Linked DNA regions of Rattus norvegicus: region 1 is linked to region 2. Evidence: chromatin contacts called from public Hi-C data. All regions are on one chromosome and are shown on one strand. Each heading gives the region's core, a stretch centred on a gene start, on an enhancer-like site or on the middle of the called end of the contact. The rest is flanking DNA. Distances are from core to core; before and after follow the strand shown. Region 1 has its middle 130 kb from the start of Zbtb10. Region 2 overlaps Zfp704 (zinc finger protein 704).

Evidence for each region. Hi-C and Micro-C count contacts between places; a contact is called where the count stands out from the background.
Region 1: a contact with region 2 is called in a Hi-C map of frontal cortex, with 4 times the contacts expected there. The contact joins two enhancer-like sites. A contact is called at or near these places in 10 of 12 Hi-C or Micro-C datasets (the A7r5 cell line, the Rat2 cell line, frontal cortex and 6 more) and 1 of 1 datasets of contacts at active chromatin or transcription factors (oligodendrocytes).

Annotation. Positions count from the first base shown.
Region 1 is chr2:94,285,904-94,291,713 of GRCr8, reverse strand. No RefSeq gene overlaps it. Among named protein-coding and RNA genes, the nearest start is that of Zbtb10, 130 kb to the left of the region's middle. Within about 2 kb of position 2,578, at least 9 of the 93 cell types and tissues checked have an H3K27ac peak or open chromatin away from gene starts, as enhancers often do.
Region 2 is chr2:94,234,460-94,241,103 of GRCr8, reverse strand. All of the region lies in intron 4 of Zfp704 (zinc finger protein 704), which reads right to left. Among named protein-coding and RNA genes, the nearest start is that of Zfp704, 160 kb to the right of the region's middle. Within about 2 kb of position 4,478, at least 35 of the 93 cell types and tissues checked have an H3K27ac peak or open chromatin away from gene starts, as enhancers often do.

The sequences.
Region 1 (5,810 bases), core at 1,329-3,828, 53 kb before region 2:
AAAAGGAGAACAAAATATGTTTCTTTCTTAAAGAAAACAAATGAGAAGACCTTGGGTTATTATACTAGACTGCTTTCCTGGAAGCCTGATAGAAATAGATGTGAGCTGTGTTGCCAGGCAACAGGGCTTATGGGGAGAATGATTGACCAGCTTCATAGGAACTGAGGGGACCATGGAGGAAGATAACTGATGTGATATGCCTTGAGCTTCCGAGGTGAGATCCTAGTGGCACGAGGAGCCCGGGGGTTTTCTGAGTCTCCTGATGCTTCAATCCTCACTCTTGACCCTTGACTTGGCTCTGAAAATGAGTCCTTGGTCCCTGGGACTCTTTCTTCCATTTTCTCTACATTGTCCAGGGGAGCCGTCACTGGGCCAGGCTTCTTGGATTGTGAAAGATCTTTCTAGCTAAGCTTAAGCCTGTTAAGAGTAGACGCTGTAAGATGAATTTATCTATCATGGGCAAGAGACCAAGTAAACCAACAAAACCTCAGGGATTTCTTTGTACTTGTTAAAGACGATATTCTGGTGTGGTGTGATAACCTCACCATAAGCCAACGTGCGCCCTTAGCATCCAGGAGAGCCAGTGACTGATGGTGTGTTATGTTTAGTCAAGAACTGTTGGGAAGCTGATATCAGTAAATACTCAATGACCTTATTCCAAGCACTGTGTGTGTTAGCTGGACAGACACACATCCTCCCATCCCTTCCCTCAGGCAATCTACATATGACTTGACAGAAACCCTTTAGGACTTTGTCATTTTGTACAGAAGGGAAACAGGGAATGCAGTTACTCTTAGAGTGGCAGAAGTATAAACCTTCTGTCAGGGGCCACTGTATATAAAGTGTACATTTGTTCCTCCACAAGCTCATGCCCCAATGCTCCAATCAGCTCATCTCCTGCCTCCTCTGTAATTATCATCACCATCACTTCCGTTATCATCGTGCCAATACCATCATAGGTCATCTCCATCACTGTCATCATAGGTCATCTCCATCAATGTCATCATAGGTCATCTCCATCAATGTCATCATAGGTCATCTCCATCAATGTCATCATAGGTCACATTATTTTCTGGGAACTGTCATAAACATTTTATTTGGATAGTCTTATCAAATTATCAAAATTGTCCCCATTTTACAGATGCAAATGCCAGGTTTGTACCAAGAGGATTCAAATCTTGGTGTCTGACTCCAGCATGCATTCTCTGCACTTTCTGCTCCTTCCTGCCATCGTTCTGGTGACTTCTGGGTGGAATGTGAGGTGTCCTGTGGGTTTTTATATGCCTGGGCCATAAAAAGTTACTCAACTGTGTCTTGTATCTGTCTGGACATAAGATGAATTCTTCAAATCTCTCATGTATACTGTGGACTTAGGTCAGATGTTGTAAAAAAAATATGAGTCTCACTTAGACATGGAATATATAGAAGTTACAAAATGTTCCTCCCTGCACAGGACTTTAAAGATGCACGTTAATAAACAGAGTACTAGATCAAAGTTTAGAAATTAATATCTACCAATTCCAGTTAAAACTCTGTTAATGGGACTTTTTTTTTAACTTCAGTGAATTTTACTCAATTCTTTTGGAAAAATCTTAGAAATTTTATTTTGAACTTTGTGTCTTGAAAGAGAATGTTCTGCAGAGTTTTGAAAACACTGCATTTTATGGAGCACGGGAAAGCAGAAGGCTTCTTAGGCTGCCCAGCCTTGCTTGGAGTTGTGCCAAGATTCCAGAGAAGCTTATTTTTGGTCTTGGGATTGTCACTGGTCCTCTGCAACCGACTCTGTCCTCTGGCTGGCTCCCAGGGTGCCGCCCATTGCTTATCTGTTTCAGCAGTCACCTGTGTGGGCCACACGGCTTGGCTCTTCTATCCCCTCAGCTAAGGGAATGGCATGGGGCAGGAGAATGAGCTTTTCTTTGTGTCTCTGTCCCACCTTCAATACAAGGCAGGGTGCTTAAGCAGGCAGGCCATGTGCTATTCTGTCCCAGGGGACATTCTTGGGAGCAAGGCAGGGACTTTTAATTATTTCAGGGCAGCTGGCAGAGTGACAGTGTCAGCAGGCTGAGCTGAAGGTCAAGCAGTGAGACTTTTACTGGAAGTTAGAAGGGAAACAGTAGACCGAAACTTTTAAAAAACTTGATTTGTATGTATGTGCGTGTGCTCACACACACAACACACACGTGCACACACACACACACACACACACACATTCATGTATATTTTCAGATGTATGTGTGGAAGACCTCGGGTATTACCCACCCTCCCACTCCCCTGTACTGAGACAAGCCTGGCTAGGTAGCTTTGTCTGACCTGGAGCTCACTACGTAGATCACTCTAGATTGGAGCTTATAGAGATCTATCTGCTTCTGCCTCCCAAGTCTGGGATTAAAGGTGTGTGTACTCATGCCTGGCCATTTTTAAAATAAATCTTTTTCTCCCTTTGTCTAAACGTTTACTTTGCAAACCATAGCATTAGGATATGTTCTGGACCATTCCCTCAAGCCATGGGGCGGAGCTGGGAGATGTGCACAGCCATTTCGGGTTTTGTTATTTTTTTGAGATAAGGTCTCACTGGCCTGGAACTGTTGGCTGGGCTGAGCTGGCTGAGCAGTGAGTACAGGAATCCTCCTGTCTCCACCCTGTGATTACAAGTGTGTGCTGCCACGCTTGGATTTTGCTCACATGAGCTCTAGTGGTGAAATTCCGACCCTCATGCTTGCAGGGCGAGCACTTTACCAAGTGGGCTGGCGCTCCAGCTCCTGTCACTGCCCTTCACCGCCTCTCAGTGCTCTGCTCTGGGGGCTCTCCCTGTCGCTGTGCTCGGGGCTGTGGTGGAGATACAGGGTTGCCGGGAAAGACCTATTGTTCCATACTGCCCAGTAGAGTAGCCACTAGCTATGTGTGATAAAAATGATTCAAGTTGAAATTTCAATTTCTCAGTCATTTCAGCCACATTTCAAGTACTCAGTACCCAGGCCAGTGGCCACTGTACTGGCCGGAACAGGTGGAGAGTGCTTCAGCTCGGTGGAAAGTTCTACAGGATGGCATTATAACCTCTTCAAATCTCCCTGCTTCCTCCCTAGTCTGTCTCTCTCTCTCTCTCTCTCTCTCTCTCTCTCTCTCTCTCTCTCTCTCCACACACACACACACATGCACACACACAGCATACACGCACACAGAGACACACATGCACACACACAGACCACATACACACCATAAACTCACATGGGCACACACACAGTCCAAATTCCACTAGTTTACCATGCAGAAAACCTAGCTTTTCAGACAGTACCCAAAGGTCTCCATTCTTTCCACAGAGAACTGTAAACGTTCTCTGTTGTTTCCTAAAAACCAAAAGCCCATCTTCCTTGAAGAGTGTTCTCTCACTCCTCGAAGACACAGGATCCAAAGTCTGCTCGAGCTCCTCTAAAATCATGATACTAATTTTCTAATGTGGCCTATGGAAGCAGTTTTATGACCTCAACACCATGTGGCAGATAACGAAGTACAAGAAGTTCTGAGCCAGTCCTTGTTTATTTGGCTATAAAAAGCAAAGGGAAGAAAATTTAAAAAGAGCTACAGCTCAGCCTTGGGCATAACATCAACTTTAAAATAGAAAGCATTTGACTCGGACTGAGGAACAGTCTGTCTGCTCCATGTAGAATACTCTGCCAGACGACCTCCACACAAGCGAGCAGAGGCATGTGGGCCAGATGTGTGGCTCCTTCACTCAAAATATAAATTACCTACATGGCTGGGAAGATGGTTCCACACTTAAGAGCGCTTGCAGCTCTTATGGAGCACCTAGGTTCTGTTCCTAGCGCCCACATGGCCACTCACAACCATCTGCAACTCCAGTTCCAGGGGTTCTGATGTCTTCTTCTGGTCTCCCTAGGCTCCAGACTGGGTATACAGACATACATGCAGGCAAAACATCCATCTACATAAAATACAGTCATAAAAACAAGAACCCCCTTCAGGTATGATTAGAAAGAAAGAATTGCATGCTAAGATCCAAGGCTCTTGTTGCACACAGCTTTGTGTTGTGAAGTATGCTAAAAACTTAGATGTATGCACGTGGATGCTGATAAATGCTTGCCCTTAAGAAGATGTTGTTTTGCCCAAATAATGATGAGTTCTGTGTTCTGGTTGAACTGTAGAAATCCTGTGACTGAAATCTGTCCTCTCAGACATTTATTCCTGGGGTTTTCTCAAGAACAAAAACCTAAAAACAAACAAGAGGAAAGAAACTTCTGCTGCTCCTACCTGATAAGAAGCTTCTGGAGATGTTTCTCTCCTTTCCTAGCCCTACCCCTGCCCTGCGCCAGAGCCCATGTGACTAGAGTGGTTGACTCTCGTTTCACAGTCTGAATGAATGCATTTAACAACTTCCAAGCACATTTTGATGTATTTGTCCTTCTGGTCTTTGCTCTGAACACTTGTTGGAATTTGTTCCTTTTGGGTCTGTAGTAAGACAGCATGTGTATCAATTCCTTTTCCTGTTGTTATAGGAAAAGACAACCTGACAAGAGCAACTTAAGGGGAGAAGGTTATATCTTGGTTCACAGTTCAAGGGCACAGCCCATCCTTGTGGGGAAGTAATGGTGGCATGAGAGGAGCACAGCAAGGTTTCTCTAAGAGACAGGAAGCATGAGCTGACAAGGAGAGAAGTTTAGGTGGAAGGGAGCAGAGGAAAAGGACTAAGAGAAGCGGGAGGTGCTCGCTGGAATCAGGGCAGAAGTGTTGACAGGAGACAGGTTGTGCATGAGGACTGGAGGCCAGCAGCTAGAGAAAGGGGAGTCTCATCATCAGGCATAGCATGTGGACCGGACCTACCGAAGCCAGTCTCAGCAGGATTTGGGGTCTTAATCTAAACACGAAGGGAATTTGCTGACAGGCACAAAGCAGACTTGTGCTCTTGAGGGCTCAGCCGTCTCTGCATGAAGAGTGCATGGAAAAGGTTCAGAAGTAATTGTTTACTGCTTATCCTGGATCCTCTCCGGCTTTATTGTGACTATAAATATAGCAAGGAGACATTAAACAGCAGGAAGTACATGCACAGCATGCAAATAGGAGACAAGCCCACATTTATTGGTGAAGTTCTTTCTAAACCAGTTCTGATACCCTGTCTCCCCATCACTCCGTCCCCAGGGAAGCGCTTTGCTCTTTCCTGCCCCTGGAGAGCAGCTGCAGCCTCAGGCATTGGGGGAGCCTGGTAGGTGCCACTGTAGACCCACAATTTTCTGCTTGCCAGGAGCACTGGTCTATTTCAGAGTCTTTAGCGGGCAGAACCCTGTAAACATGAAGCAGAGGGTGGCATCAAAGGTGTCACATCTTACACAGTTCGTGATTCTTTAAGGCACAGTCTAGTTGGGAGACTGAAAGGAGGAAGAATTCTAGAGAAAGCAAAGCCCCAAGCCAACTGCCCCTGAGGTCTTACCACGGGGATTATTAGACTTGGAAGTGGGAACCCCACACAAGCAAAGGAGAGTAGGTCCAGGTTTTCAGAATGCACACCAGAGAGGGGCCATCTTGGCTCCAGAATGGCTCTGTGAGGCCCTGAGAATTCTATTTACACTCCCAGATGTGAGGTTTAAGGGAGAATATTGGCACATTCGATCATATAAAGGGTTTGAAATTTGCAGGCAAATGTCTAGCGTTTGAAGTGAAAATTGGGAGAACAGCCATGGTAAGCCGGATAGAAAGAAAACCCCAGCGTCATAAGGAGCCCATGCTAACAGGCAGGCAAGATGAAGGTCTCCGGAGACGGGCAAAGGATGCGGACAGTGAGCAGCAAATGTGGACCACTC
Region 2 (6,644 bases), core at 3,229-5,728:
CAAGAAAACTCAATTTGGAACAACTTAGCAACAGTAAGTTTTCCTTTTTGTGGCTGTATTACTGTGTGAGGGAGACATGGGTGTGTGCACAGGAAGGCAAGTGAACAGAGGAGAAAAGACAACCTTGGGTGCTGTTTCTCAGACATCACCTACCTCATCTTTTGATGCAAGGTCTCTCAGGACTTAGAACTTTCCATGAAGGCTACGCTGGTGGGCCGGCAAGCCCCAGGAGCTGCCTATCCACCTGAGCGCCGGGGTTAGCATATGCGGTTGAGCTTTTATACATCGTTTAGACTCTTAGTTCCATCTGGGAGACTGAGCTAAAGTCCTCTTAAGCACTTCACCAACTACCTGAGCTACCTTCTCAGCCCAGCAAACAGTTTCTAAACACGATGACCACAATGAATTCAATACTAAAAGCACAGTAATTCTGAGGTGTTTCTGAGAGGCCTTACTCATGGTGTATTGCCTAACTTCACTGTAGGCTTTGTTCTCAACATGTACAAACATGCCACACACCCACACACCAAACACCCACACCCACCCACCCCCCTACATACACAGACACACACCACACATACCATACGCACATATACATACCATATACACACATACCACACACATGCACACCACATACACAGACACACACCATACACACACACCACAGACCCACATATATGATACATAAACCACACATACACACCACATACAAAGACACACCACACATATCATACACACACATACCACAAACATATACACCATACACAAACATACATACTATATATACATACCATACATACACCACACACATGCACACCACATACACAATATACACCATACACACACACACCCCAAAGACACATACCATACATACTTATACCACAGATACACACACACATATATCATACACATACCACACACACACAAACACATATATCATACACACACATACCACACACATACACACACACTGAACTGCACATGCTGTCATGTCACCCAATGCCAACACCTTTGAACACCTGCACCCAGATTTGAAGACTAGTATATGTTATAAATTGCAGTGTTTTACAGTACATAGAAAGTTTCCTACTCTCATAGAAGCATACATGGCTTAATTATGTAAAACAAATTTTCCTATTCTCATTCCTTAGCATGTAAGTATCAAATTACTGTCTTTTGATTATACCATATCAAAGCATTTGCCTACTGCGGCTCTCGGGCCTTATCAGCTGATGGAAACTAACAGAGAAACCGAGAGTGGGTCAAAGTGTCTGTGTCGCTGTGCCCAGGCAAAAGTCAGGCATCTATATTACGCCCCTCCCACAGGACACTCAGGAACCAGCTCTGAGGTGGGATAGGGAATGTGTGGGAGCCAGAGGCTGGGGAGGACCAGGCTAAACACTGTCTACTGGACACGGTAACACTGTTGCACTCATGAAGTTATAGCTGTGAGAGGTTGCCGTCTAATGTGCACAAAATCAGGCCAGCCAACATTGCAACATAAATGGTTTGTACCTGTAGCAGAGAAGCTCCTGACAGCTGCAGCCTGCTGGAGAAGGGGGAAGTCTGTTTGCTTCTGGGTGGTGCAACCACACTAGCGCAGACGGCCACACACCCATGCAAACTTGGGCAATGTTAATGAGACTCACTGGATTATAAAAAAAAGAAGACTTCTGCAGACAAGCCTTCACACATAAGCTTTTTGGAAAAGGCTGTGTGTAGAGGGGGTGAGAGCTTCGTACTGTTACAAACATGCTAAGAGAGATATGTCATAACAATCTTTAGGTCAGTAATGGGGTTGGTTAAATTAATCCCTGTGGCAGTTAAGAGTGAACATGTCCCCCAAAGGTTCAGGTGTTTGAATACTTGGTTCCTCAGTTGATAGAGCTGTTAGGATAGGCTTAGGCGGTGTGGTAGTTTAAATATGTCTGGCCCATGGGAAGTGGCATTATTAGGAGGTATGACCTTTTTGGAGGAAGTGCATCACCATGGGGGTGGGCTTTGAAGCTCTGCCCAGTGCCAAAAGACTTGGTCTTCTCCTAACTGCCTTCTGATCAAGCTGTAGAACTCTCAGCTCCTCCTGTACCATGTCTGCCTGGACGCTGCCATGTTCCCACTTTGATGATAATGGACTGAACCTCTGAACCTGTAAGCCTGCCCCAATTAAATGTTGTCCTTATAAGAGTTGCCTTGTCAGTAGGAGAGAATGCGCTTAATCCTGTAGAGACTTGATGCCTCAGAGAGGAGGAATACGGGGGGTGGAGGGGCATCCTCTTGTAGGTGAAGGGGAGGGATGTTGGGAGGAAAGAACTCTGGGAGGGGGCTCTGGGAAGGGGCAACATTTGGGATAAATATAAATAAAATAAATCATCATCATCACTACCACCATCATCATCAAACAAACAAACAAAACAACTAGAGTTGCCTTGGTCATGGTGTCTGTTCACAGCAGTAAAACCCTAAGAAAGGAGGTATGGCCCCAATGGAGGAAGTATGTCACTGGGGGAGGGGGGGTGAGTCTTTAAAGCCTGATGCCATTCTAATTCTCTATTTTAGGCTGTGGTTGAAAATGTGAGCTTGCAGCTTCTTGCCCCTGCCTTTGTTTCACAATCATGGACCCAACTCTCTGGAACCATGGGCCCAGATCAACTCTGCAGTAAGCTGCCTTAGTCATGGCGTTTTATCACAGCGAGGGAAAAGCAGCTCACATCATCCCATATATACCGAGTATGCTAAAATGTAGCTGATACCATCCACATACACTGAACATACTAGAAATGAAGCTCTAATTTATTTTCCATTCTTTAATTTCTTTTTGAAAATAATGTATTCTTCTTTACCCATGCAGGCTTGCTTGTCTGTGTGCACTCTGGCTGTGCAGGTGCCCAATCAAGCCAGAAGAATGCACTGGACCTCCTGCAGCCGTGCACTCCGACTCTGGTGCTTAGAGCAGAGCCCAGATCTCTGCAGGAGCGTAACTGCGGAGTCACCTCTCTAGCCCGCCCAGTACTTTCTTTTTTTCACATTAACTTTATTTTATGGGACTGCGCAGGTGATCTCATTTATGGGACTGCGCAGGTGATCTCATCAGCTCCCTGAGCGCCCACAGTCTGAGAGAATTCCTGATCTGCCCTGTTTGACTTTGTGGTCCATTCGTCCGTCTTCTACCTTGCTCAGTGCCCACGTGAGGCTGAGTGGAGAATCAATGGCTTCCTACTTATGGGTTTCTGGTAGGTGTGGCCAATGGGAGGCAATGGTAGGATTTGGAAGGCTGGAGAAAACCCTGACACCCATAGTCCCTTCTGGCCACACCTGTGCGTGGCTATCATTTTCTTCTAGCTCTGGCTTTCCCAGGTCCTGGGTGTCCCTCTGGTGTGTGCTTCCTCATGCTGTGGTGATAGTGGGGGGGGGGGCTTGCCGGATCATTAGATCCTGGGTTCTCCCACCATGCCTGCTCACTCCCCTTGTAAGACTAGACTGAGTATACCATGGCCCTCTCCCAGAACTTAAACAATTAAAAAGAAATACAGGTCATCAAAAAACATGAATAATATTTTTTTTGTGGGAGAGAGGAAATAATGTGATGTTTTTAGTTTTTGTAAGTTTTTTAAATACTAAAAGTTTATAAACTAACAGCAAATGCTGGGCCTTTAATCCCAGCACTCAAGAGGTCAGCCTGGTCTACATAGTGAACCCAGGACAGCTAGGGCTATGTAGAGAGATCTTGTCACAAACAAACAAACAAACAAACAAACAAACAAACAAACAAAACCCAACCAATCAAAAAACTGGGGAAAATTATATTTTACGTTAATTCCTAAATTTAAAAAAAATATCCTATTTGTAGTTTCTCTTGCTGGCATGTTTCTTGGTTTTCCCTGATGCCGAGGCTTGAACTTAGGGCCCCGAGTGTGCTTGGTAAAAACAGTCTACATTGAGATTCATAGCTACCTATTTTTAACTTTTAAAAATTATGCCTTGTCTGGGCAACCTGGCACACTCCTTACTCCCAGGACTCCGAAGGCAGAGGTATGTGAGTCTCTGAGTTTACAGCCAAGCTGGTGCACACAGGGAGTTCCAGGCCGGGCAGGACTCCATAGTGAGATCCTGCCAGCAAAACCAAAGCAAACTCGACCTGGCTCGACTGATGCAGCTTACCTAAATTTGGAGAAAAGCGAGCATGATAGCACGGTCTCGGCTTCAACCGGCTTGAGCAGCTTCGCTCTGTGCAAGCCAAGGGGACACGTCCCTCAAGGCCACAGCCACTTAATGGTAGTTTAATTCTTTTCAGTACATCCAGCTGAAATCAGCCCTCTGTCCGCAAACAGACTACTTGCTTCTCTGCCAGAGCCTAGCGAGCCACAGGAGGAGGAAAAAATAGCTAAATAAACAACACCCAAATTGCTGCATGGTCCAACTGTGTGAGGAAGCCAAACCAAGCGAAGCTCCTGGCCAAGTCACGGCGGCCAAGTGTGAACGGCCCATCTGTGCTCAGCTCTGGCCCCTCCTTAGAGCTCCGACAGATGTGCTGCCCGCAAAGGCATGGGCGACAGCTGAAAATTCACCCCCAGCCGAAAGCGCCTCTGTGGAGCATCAAAGTCCCGTCAGCTGACCTGAAGTCTCACAGACACACAGGCCTCTTCACATGGAGCAGGAGGACAGAGGAGGGGGAGGAGGCCCTGTTAGTGAGAGCCCCACCTTCCTGCCTCAGCTAATATTACAACACCAACAGGAGAGCCAGGCACTCCAGACCACTGAAAACTCGGAATTTTAAAACTGTCCACGTGAGGTACGTAGATGTTTCCTGACGAGCTCTTCGAGTATCAGCTTGGTGCTGTGGGTTGAAGAAAAGTTCTGGAGATTCTTTACCCGTGCAGCTTGAAGACTAAGCGCCCTGGGCAAATGGTGACGCCCTTTGACCTCAGTTCTCAATCTTTTACCTCTCCCCTCCCCCCCTCTCTCTGAGTTAGGACTTTGCTGTGTAGCCCAGGCTGGCCTTGAACTTGAGACAGTCCTGCCTCAGTCTACTGAATCCTGGAACCACAGGCCCATACGGAGACTCCCGACTCACAATCCTGTTTTTCACCCCCAAGACGGGGTCTCACTGTGCAGCTCTGCCTATCCTTAAAGTCACCGTGCAGACCGGGATCTCACAAAGGTCTGTCCGCCTGTGTGCCCCCTCCCCAGCCTGGGCTGGGATTAAAGGCTTGAGTACCACACCATACCACAGTCCTCTTTGAAATGGCTTCATTCTTGGGATACACGGAGTGCCTTCCATCTTCCCGATGAAGCCCAGATGCTCGAGACCAGCAGGAGGGCTGGTTCCAGGTGGAGGGGCACGGCTTGACTTTGAACGATGATATGACATGCTTAGGGGTCACCCTGAGTTAACAGTCTAGAAGTCATAGGAGCACCACTGGAGCATGGCAGCCTAGTGTTGGAGTGATGGTTCTGTACACTGTGTGAAGATGTCTCCCTGTCCTCCCTATGGCACCTTCTGATTGGCTAAAATGGAAAGCCTGTGGCCTACAGCAAAAGGCAGAAGAGTAAGGTGGGTCTTCCAGATAGAGAGAGGACTCTGGGAGAGGAGGCATGGGAGATTCCCTACCTAGACTTGGAGGAAGTCAGACGTATGAAACTGAGGAGAGGTAACCAGCCATGTGGCAGACACAGAATCGTATAGCTGAATTAATATAAGCTAAGAGTTAGTTGGAAAGCAAGCCAAGGCCAAAACCATTGTAAATCAATATAAGCCTCCACGGGGCAGACATAGAAAGGCCCATGTTACAGCCTGGGGTGTCATATTGGTCTTTGTGTTTTTGTTTTGTTTTTTTTTTGATGTATGATTATTCCATATGGTGATTGTGAGGTATATACAAGTGTGTGTGTGTGTGTGTGTGTGTGTGTGTGTGTGTGTGTGTACTGTGGTGGGGGAAAACACTTTGTATCTGAATTCCTCAACTGTGGACCAGGCCCCTGTGCACAGGCGGGCGGCCAGTCAAGTGCCCGTTAGCATGCGTCCCTCTTGTCTTGGTGTCTCTGGTCAGCAGGTTCACCAAGATGCTTATCAAGGGACAAAAGCTAAAGAAACAGCTACCTTACAGAGCCTCCAGCTATACTCTTAGTTGAGAAAGCACCTTTATACACATGATCTTGTTTATGGGCTCCATTTGCCCCTTTATTTGTAAAACGAACAGAGTAAATGAAATTGTTAGGTGTACAATGTAAGTGTGAAGTGAATGAACGCGACTATGCCAAGCACTGACTAGGTAACGCCTCCCACACGCGTGGCTTGTCGCCGGGGGAGTGCTGAGTAAATGAAAAGGATGTGGCTCCGTTGGACAGGCTTGCTAGCCGGTCCCAAGGGCCTTGGGCTCCACCCCCAGCACTGTATATACACATAGGACACTTGGGAGGCAGATGAAGTCAATCAAGGCCATCCTTGGCTACACGGTGAGTTCAAGGCTAGCTTGGTCCTAAGATGAGGCTGTCTTAAAAACAAAGAACAACCAAGATCTCCATGTGCAGTGCACACAGGATGTACTGTCCCGTGGCTTCATTCCCCACAGCGCCATGATCTTGCATTAGCTCACTGCTCTGTGGGTTGGTGCCTCTCCTCCTTTTGGTAGTGTGGTGTTCTGCTA